Linked DNA regions of Ovis aries: region 2 is linked to region 1. A link is a contact called in public Hi-C data. All regions are on one chromosome and are shown on one strand. Each heading gives the region's core, a stretch centred on a gene start, on an enhancer-like site or on the middle of the called end of the contact. The rest is flanking DNA. Distances are from core to core; before and after follow the strand shown. Region 1 holds the start of URAD (ureidoimidazoline (2-oxo-4-hydroxy-4-carboxy-5-) decarboxylase). Region 2 has its middle 47 kb from the start of GTF3A.

What was found. Hi-C and Micro-C count contacts between places; a contact is called where the count stands out from the background.
Region 2: a Hi-C map of liver shows a contact between it and region 1, with 7 times the contacts expected there. The contact joins the enhancer-like site here to the promoter of URAD in region 1. A contact is called at or near these places in 5 of 16 Hi-C or Micro-C datasets (hypothalamus, liver, muscle and 2 more).

The regions. Positions count from the first base shown.
Region 1 is chr10:32,345,157-32,349,882 of ARS-UI_Ramb_v3.0, reverse strand. URAD (ureidoimidazoline (2-oxo-4-hydroxy-4-carboxy-5-) decarboxylase) reads right to left here and starts at 2,585. Exons shown (of 2, transcript XM_015098158.4): 1 at 2,361-2,585. The coding sequence starts at 2,535.
Region 2 is chr10:32,821,403-32,826,128 of ARS-UI_Ramb_v3.0, reverse strand. No RefSeq gene overlaps it. Among named protein-coding and RNA genes, the nearest start is that of GTF3A, 47 kb to the right of the region's middle. Within about 2 kb of position 1,863, at least 2 of the 54 cell types and tissues checked have an H3K27ac peak or open chromatin away from gene starts, as enhancers often do. A contact at or near this core is called in liver, where this site is marked.

The DNA of each region.
Region 1 (4,726 bases), core at 1,336-3,835:
TTTGAATTTCCAGAAAATTCTTCAAAAGCTGTTGGGTTATCAGGGTTTGTCTCAGTTTTCTTATCTGTAAAATGGGGATACTAATGATAATCCTTATTTTATAGGATTATTATGAGGATTAAGGGAGTTAGTAAATGCCAAATGTTGGGAAAGGTGCTTGAAAGATAGCAATAGTAAGGGGAAAATGCATTTTAGGGGCTATCATCATTATTTCCACCACTAACTCTGCTTGCTTAATGCTATGAAGATGATTAGATAGGAGGAAGGTGATTAGAGAGGGCTGCACTCCCAGCTGCCCCAGGCAAGTGTGGCCACCAGCACAGGGCTGAGAAGCAAGCTCTACCAGCAGGGAGGTCCCTCAAAGAACTGCCTGGAGTGCAGAAGCAAGCAAACGCCCAGGTGGCTCCAACTCCCTCCAGTGGTTTTGTCCCACTGACCTGCTTCGAAAGTCACCCCAGTTAAAGTGTGTGGGGAAGGGTAATGCTGGGCTCCACCATCTTCCAACATCCCCTTAGGAACGATTTCATTCATTCCCGTGGCAAATCTTGATCATATTCCAGTGTTCTGAAATATGATCCCACGGGGTGGGATGGGAGTCTGACACTGGCCCAGATACAGTTTGCAGCCTCACGTTTGCAGCCAGCTGGGCTGCAGCGGGGTGTGTGGGGGCTGCGGGTTCAGCTTTGGGCAGGCAGTGGGTGAGGGTCAACAGGGCCCCTACATTCCTACTTGCAGCAGGTGTGGGATCTAGTTCCCCGATCAGGGATCAAACCTGGGGTCCCCCTGCACTGGGAGCTCAGAGTCTTCACCACTGGACCGCTGGGAAGTCAGGGCCTCCACATTCCTGTCAGCTTGGCTTAATCCCTCATCCTCCCCTCTTCCTGAATGTACCTAAAATGAAATAAAGGAGCCCCTTGTTTGGGAGGCTCCCTTTGACCTCTGGAAACCTTGCCGGGCTGGGTGTCGGAGCCCTGGGCTCACAGGCCAGGACTGTTGTGCAGAAGAGCGCCGTGCCCACAGCCCAGCTCCCTGTGGAAGCCCCTCTGTGAAGATAGCCTGTCCCCTCGAGGTCCCCTCAGCCAGTCCAGGCTTCTCCAGGGACCCTGAGGACAGCCTGGGAGACAGCCTTGGCCGCTGACCTTTGGCCTGTGAACCCCTGGGAGGCTGTGTGTCCTCCTGACTCGCCCCCAAACTTCCCTCTTCTCCCCATCTTACACCCCCAAGGGCCTCCTTTTCTCTCTCCACCCAGAGGAAATCGGCATTTTCTACCCCTTTCTCCAGAGGGATTTCTTCAGACTTTTGTCGTTCCCCCTCTACCTCACACCCACAGGGAGCTGCTGACCTGAGGGACTTTACTTTCCTCAGCCGCCTAGTCCAAACCGGCCCTTTCTGGTAAAACGTCAGCCATTCTCTCTTCCCCCCCAGGCTCCTCAGATAGTCTGATACGGAGCGGTCTCCTCTCTTGCATAAGGGACATTCCCAAAGCCAATGCAGGGCTGAGGTGGGGCGGGGCAGGGGGACACTAGCCTGACCTTTGGTCCCTGAGCAGCTTTGAGGCCAGAGGAGGTGGCTGCCTCCTCTTTCCTGGTAACCCCAGAGCTTTAATATTTAACAGCCAGTTTACCTGAGCCAATGAACCTTCTTTCACTCTACTGTCCACTTAACACTGCAAGGGTTTGACTCTCTTTTGCAAAAGTCTGAAGAAACTCACCAAGCCTTACAGCAAAAACAAGTAAATGTGTATACCCGGGATAAGCGACTAGGCTCAAACATCTCAAAACAGTTTGATAACAAAAAAGAAGTAGGCTCACAGATGAGAAAACTAGAGGTTACCAGTGGGGAGGGGAGGGGAGGCGGGAGGGGCATGATGGATGGGGGAGGGGAGGCTGAGACAATTGGGTCTAAGATCCGCTCGGGAATATATCATACAAGACTGAGACTACAGCCAATATTTTGTAATAACTAAATGGAAAGTAACCTTTAAAAATTGTGTTTAAAAATCCAAAACAGCCACAAGACCTCCCCTCCCCCCATTTTAAAAGAAATGTTTTTTGGCCACACTATGGCTTGTGGGACGAGTTTGAGTAAGCTCCAGGAGTTGGTGATGGACAGCGAAGGGGGTGTGCTGTAGTCCATGGGATCGCAAAGAGTCAGACATGACTGAGTGACTGAACTGAACTGAACTGAACTGATGGCTTGTGGGATCTTAGCTCCCCAATCAGGGTTCAAACCCAGGCCCTTCGCAGTGAAACCTGAGTCTTAACCACTGGACCACCAGGGAATTCCCTCCCCTATCTTTTTGATAAGCACACCTGAAATCCCTCCGTGGAGACTCTCAGTGTCCAACCCCAAAGCCTTACCTGACAATGGAAGACCATCAATAAAGGCAAAAAAGTGCTTCTCTAAATCTCCCAAGCCAGAGAACGGGCGCTTGGACCAAACTGCGGCTGCGATCAGAGGACATCTCTCGATGACGTTTCCGAACACATCCACAAATTCTCCGAAGCCCATGGAGTTGACCTTCTCAATGTCCATGGCGTGTGCTCCAGCGGCGGTGGCAGGACTGGGCTCTCCTCTGGGTGAGTGACTGACACGTCTCTGCTCGTCGAATTATATTTGCTGAATGCACAGGCTTGGTTTTTTTTTTTTTTTTTTTTTTTGCAACACCAGCTTGGCATGTTTTAAATGCCTCTGGGAAAAGCAGAGATCCAGAGTTCTTGTGCAATCAACAAACACAGGCTTAAGGTCTAATCCAGCGAGCAGAGATCTTGCAGAGGGGGAAACATGTCCAGCGAAACTCTTCCCACCATCCAAGCCGGCAGAGGCCATATTCAGCCTCAGCATTCAAGCCAGTTAGCCTTCTGGTGCCATTAACATTTTAGCCTGCCCGCTTACTGTATTTGTTTCATGACTGAAGAACTGACAGCAAAGAAGTCAAGGAACTTTGCTTTTCAAAGAGGGTAAGTCTGGTGCCAGAAGTACCATCATTACAGGCCATGTCTTCAAATACGGAGGAAGATAAATATGTATAGCAACACACACACACACACACACACACACAGAGCTTCCCTGGTAGCTCAGTTGGTAAAGAATCAACCCACAATGATACAGGAGATTGCCTGCAATGTAAGAGACACAGGTTCGATCCCTGGGTTGGGAAGCTTCCCTGGATATGGAAATGGCAACCCACTCCAGTATTCTTGCCTGGAGAATCCCACGGACAGAGGAGCCTGACAGGCTACGGTCCACGGGGTCGCAAAGGGTCAGAGGTGACTTAGTGACTAAACAACAATCATATGCATGTGTGTGTGTGTGTGTGTGTGTGTGTGGTGGGATGGCTAAGTTGTGTTCAACTCTTTGCAACCTCATAGACTGTAGCCTGACAGGCTCCTCTGTTTTATGACATTTCCCTTGCTCGAGTGGGTTGCCAACTCCTTCTCCAGGATCCTCCTGACCCAGGGATCGAACCCATGTCTCCTGCATTGGCAGGCGGGTTCTTTACCACTGAACCACCAGGGAAGCCGATATATATGATATGTATTGCCTATCATATACGTTGCATAGATATGTGAACACACACTGGATCCTGTATCATGTGTGAAGTTTTAGGCAGGCAGCCCAGTGTGGAGGGCCTGGTCCCAGGAGAGCTTGGATCCAGGCTCTGCCCCCTACTGGTTGGCATTCATCAAGTTATTAAACTTTTCTGAACTTCAGTTTCTTCGTCTGTAAAGTAGACATAATACAAGTATTTGCCTGATGGGATTTTTGCAAAGATAAAGCAAGTTAACTTAGCAGTGTTCCTGTTAACATCGCACTACAGAGGTGTCGGCTGATACAATGTTGACTGCACAAAGTCTGCAGAGGACCAGCCACAGAACTTCCTCTGCCGTCCCTTCTGCCACCAGAGCCAACACAGCCCTTTCCTGTCCCCGCAGGTTCCCTGCAGACAGCCTGACAGCCAGTGTGATCTCCCCCCGGCGCCCTCAAAGCTGACTGTCGGGAAGGGAGGGTAAGGTCTGTCCAGCAACCGCCCCCCCAGTCCCTTGCAACCGTCGAAAGTCTTATCTCCTTCCCAGTCCCCAGAGTGAGCAGAGGAGTGGGGAACTGAAGACGGAGCAGAAGGCAAAGGAGAAAGGGTTCCCCTCCCTATGCATGACCCTTACCTTCCTCCGCCTGTTATTCTGCACACAAAGGGTCCTTCCTCCCCACCAAGCCCCAGGCACTAGCAGCCTGGGCCTGGAGCCTGGCGGCTCTCAGCTCCTCTGAAGCAGTGGGAGAGATAGACATCTGAATTTGCAAGTGGAAACTTCTTAGCTCATGGAAATGCTGATATGCACAGTGGGATGGGCCTTGCATTTGGGGCAGAGACCAGGAGCCTAACCTTTTATTTGGTGTTATCTGTTGTATAACAATGGAACTCCAAACAGCCCACTAACATAGGAAGCCTTAAGGTTAAGGTATTAAACAGTCCTGGACAGTGAAGCAACCGACTTCCCAGGTGGTGCAGTGGTAAAGAATCCACCTGCCGATGCAGGAGATGTAGGAGACACAAGAGATCCCCTAGAGGAGCGCATGGCAACCCACTCAGTATCCTTGCCTGGAGAATCCCATGAACATAGGAGCCTGGCAAGCTATAGTCCATGGGGTCACAAACAGTTGGGCACGACTGAGCACAAAACCCACAAAAATCCAACCAGATTCCTAATATGGAACCTGGCCAGCCAGG
Region 2 (4,726 bases), core at 614-3,113, 480 kb before region 1:
ACCTCCTGTAAGAGAAATCACACCATATTTGCCCATGACAACAGCCTTATTCTTTCTGCTGCAGGTGGGAATAAAGGCTCAGGTTCACCTCAGACAAAGCTCCTCACGGAGAAGAGCTCAAGAACCTCAGTAAGAGAGGTTGCAGGCATCTCCATCATCCTGACAGCAGAGTCCCAAGGGCAGCCTTAGGTGATGCAGGTTGTGTTGCCACGGCAATTCTGCCCAACTCCTGTGGCCCATGGGAAGAAGGCAGCGGGGGTTACTCTGGAGCCCCTCGGTCACTGTCCTCTAGAGGGCCCCCTGCGTATCCTTAGACTCATCATGCCCTCGCTGAGCCTTGAAGGTGACCTTCTCTCTGCCCCAGTACTCGGCTGATTCCTTCGGGGTCAGGTGCCTCTGTCCCCCGAGAATATTTTCCTGCATCAGGGACCCATCCTGTGAGCTCGCACGCCGTCCCAGCGTTATGGCTGTGGAATCTCTTACTGTAATTAATTGTCCCCTTGCCAGTCACTGTCCCTCCACAGACCATCTCAGCGCAGGGACCACATTCTCCCTGCTAGGTTGCTGGAGCCTGGCAGCGACAGAGGCCGAGGTCTGAGACATGCAAAGGCTGAGGAAGGGCGTGTGCTCAGGGGAAGACGATCCACAGGGAGTGAGGGGGGTCAGGCAGGGGGGACGCTGAACAGAAATGTAATGTAGCCTCAGCCTGATCCTGGGCGAGGTCTGCAATGTGAACAGAACAGCGAAGCTGTTCCACATGCAACAAGGGGGCCAGGATTTTTGTACCTAGGCAAGTCAGCAGGCAAGTCAGCAGGCAAGTCAGCAGGCAGACTCTGTCTGCAATGCCCAGGACTCGAGTTCGATCCCTGGGTCAGGCAGATCCCCTGGAGGAAGAAATGGCACCCCACTCCACTGTTCTTACCTGGAGAAACCCCACAGACAGAGGAGTCTGGTGGGCCACAGTCCATGGGGTCACAAAGAGTCGGACACGACTGAACTACTGAACAATGACCTCGAAGTCAGCAGGAGTAAACTTCCAGGCAATTTCAGGGCAAGTGGTGTCCTCAGGAGGCCAGGTCTCTGGAGAAGGTGTAGCTGTGTTAGCAGCAATGCTTTCACCAGGGGTGGTGGGGTCCTACCACACTGCGTGTTTGTCCCGTGAAAATTTTGAAGTTAACAGCACATCTGCCATCTAACATCCTCAATGTGCCAGGCACTGTGCTCTGCCTTTTACCGTCTCGGTCTGTCTCTAAGCAGCCCTCGGAGTATAAGTGGAGAGAGGGAAGATCCAGTGAAGCTAGATGATGCCTCCCGTTTGCCCAGACACCGGGAGGCAGGTAGATCAGCTTACCTGTACCCAGGGGGTGCGCACACGCAGTAACATTTGAGATGCAATCTCCCTGGCTCTTTGATCAACTTTTATTCAGGGTGGGAATTACTGTGTTATGTCCTTTCACCAGCTTGCTTTTCTGAGATTGGGCCTGGGCTAACCTGCTGGGTTGCTAAGCTGGTGGGAACATTTAAACATTTTAACCTGATCAGACCCCGCACCCTTTCACGTAGCCTTCCCTTCGCTTGGCAGCATCCTCAGTGAATTAGAAAGGTGTCCACCTTCCAGGTAAATTTCTTTTTCAGTCCTAGCCATTCAGTCTCCTTCCCCTGGGGAGCTTGGGGAAGGTGGGGGGGGGGGGCCCGTTCCCACTCAGCCCGTGGGAACACCATGCCAACAACCCTCGACGCTCTGCCGCGCAGGCCCCCGGCCACGGCCCTGTTTGTCCAAATTAGAGTCCGTTTACTCTGCAAACTGTGCTTGTGCTTGCGTCCACACTGAGCAGCTGCTGCCCTTGTTTGCACGGCTTGGTCAGCAGGCAGACAGCCGCCCCGGACAAGCCCGGCAAGCTTCCGGCCGGAGGGGGCCACAGGCACCCGGGCAGACGCCGCCCAGCTTCCCCGGAGCAGACGGCAGTGGCCTGGGCTCCACAATCCAAAATAGTGCACAAGAAATAAAACATTCATACAGAAGAACCCTGGAATATCCTCCAAGGGGCAGCCTCCCAGCTCTGGCTCCACCAGACACGCTCTTAAAAAAAAAAAAAAAGTTAAATAATTTTAATTGGAGGCTAATTACTTTAAAATATTGTGGGTTTTGCCATACATTGACATGAATTGATGCTTTTGAACTGCGGTGTTGGAGAAGACTCTTAAGAGTGCCTTGGACTGCAAGGAGATCCAACCAGTCCATCCAAAAGGAAATCAGTCCTGCATATTCATTGGAAGGACTGACGCTGAAGCTGAAACTCCAATACTTTGGCTGTCTGATGCAAAGAACTGACTCATTTGAGAAGACTCTGATGCTGGGAAAGATTGAAGGTGGAAGGAGAAGGGGACGACAGAGGATGAGATGGTTGGATGGCATCACCAACTCAAATGGACATGAGTCTGAGTAAACTCCAGGAGTTGGTGACGGACAGGGAGGCCTGGCGTGTTGCAGTCTATGGGGTCTCAAAGAGCCGGACACGACTGAGCAACTGAACTGAGGTGACTCAGCCGTGGATGTACATGTGTCCCCCATCCTGAACCCCCCTCCCGCCTCCCTCCCCATCCCATCCCTCAGGGTTGTCCCGGAGTATCGGCTTTGAGTGCCCTGTTTCATGCATCGAACTTGCACTGGTCATCTATTTTACGTACGGAAATACACATGCTTCAGTGTTTTCTCTCAAAACATCCCACCCTCATCTTCTCCCACAGAGTCCAAAAGTCTGTTCTTTATATGTGTGTCTCTTTTGCTGTCTCGCATCTAGGGTTGTCGTTACCATTTTTCTAAACTCATGTATATGCATTAATGCACTCTATTGGTGTCTCTCTTCCTGACTTACTTCACTCTGTATAATAGGCTCCAGTTTCATCCACCTCATTAGAACTGATTCAAATGCTTTCTTTTTAATGGCCCAGTAATATTCCATTGTGTATATGTACCACAGCTTTGTTATCCATTCATCTGCCAGTGGACATCTAGGTGGCTTCCATGTCCTAGCTATTGTAAACAGTGCTGCGATGAACACTGGGGTACACGTGTCTCTTTCAGTTCTGGTTTCCTCAGCGTGTATGCCCAGTGGTAGGATTGCTGGGTCGTATGGCAGTTCTATTTCCAGTTACGGAATCTCCACACTGTTCTCCATAGTGGCTGTACTAGTTTGCATTCTCACCAACAGTGTAAGAGGGTTCCCTTTTCTCCACACCCTCTCCTGCATTTATTGTTTGTAGACTTTTTGATGGCAGCCCTTCTGACCGGCGTGAGATGGTACCTCATTGTGGTTTTGATTTGCATTTCTCTGATAATGAGTGATCTTGAGCATCTTTTCATATGTTTGTTGGCCACATGTATGTCTTTTTTGGAGAAATGTCTGTTTAGTTCTTTGGCCCATTTTTTGACTGAGTCATTTATTTTTCTGGTATTGAGCTGAATGAACTGCTTGTATATTTTTGAGATTAATTCTTTGACCAGACCCCCTCTTTCTGAGCTTGGTTTGGCCTGGTGGTTCCTGAGGCAGCCTATGCAGCAAGATGGCAGGGTTTGTAGCCTGGTTCCCTTGAAAGTGGTTTAACCTCTCTGCGGCTCAGCTTGCTCCCCTGTAACGTGGGGCTGAAGTCCTGGTGGGAGGATGCTGTGAGCTAATGACAGAAAGTACTCAGAACAGCGTCCCACACGAAGTTGTTGTTGTTCAGTCACTAGGTGGTGTCCGACTCTGTGCGACCCCATGGACTGTAGCCAGCCAGGCTCCTCTGTCCACGGGATTTCCCAGGCAAGATTGCTGGAGTGGGTTACCATTTCCTTCTCCAGGCAATCTTTCTGACTGAGGGATCAAACTCATGTCTCCCACACCGGCAGGTGGATTCTTTACCACTGAATCATCTGGAAAGCCCCCCATATGAAGTACATTCTCAGTATAAAAACCAGCATTTATTTGTCTCTCTACTGGCTAAAAGAGCACCGAGTGGTGAGGAGGTGGTATGGGTAGTGGTGTGTTATTTCCAGCATTAAGGGTCCTTCCAGGCAGGAAACTGTACGGAATGCTTGTCAGAACCTCACCGCAGAGTTCGGTTGGAACCGATAATGAACGATGGCAGCTGGAAGCCCAGAGTTCTGGTCCAGGTCCCTTTCCTGTTGCATTATCCCTGCTGCACATCCACCCCCGCCCTCGACCATCCCCACTGCATCCCTGGGACTCCTCCGGGCTCTCTTCTGCGTGGACTCACTGTGGGGATGTAACATGTCCTGGTCCAGTAGGATACTGTTTGTGTATCTGCCCTGCTGTTCTCGCATGGGATAGCTCTATGAGATTTGCAAGCAGCTTCCTTACACATTTGTTTGTTCCATCTCGAAAGTATCAGGACTTAAAATTCAGTACTGGACTGAGTCTTCTTGGGCCCTCCAAGGTCTATTTCCAGTGCTTTTCCATGTGAACAAAGGGCAAGGCTTCCACAGCTACACAGCTTTGTTGTTCAGTCACTATGTCGTGTCCAACTCTTCGTGACCCCATGGACTTCAGCACACCAGGCTTCCCTGTCCTTCACCATCTCCCGGAACTTGCCCAAACTCATGTCCATTGAGCTGGTGATGCCATCCAACCATCTCATCCTCTGTTGCCCCTTTCTCCTCTTGCCTTCAGTCTTTCCCAGCATCAGGGTCTTTTCTAACAGGTCAGCTCTTTGCATCAGGGGGCGG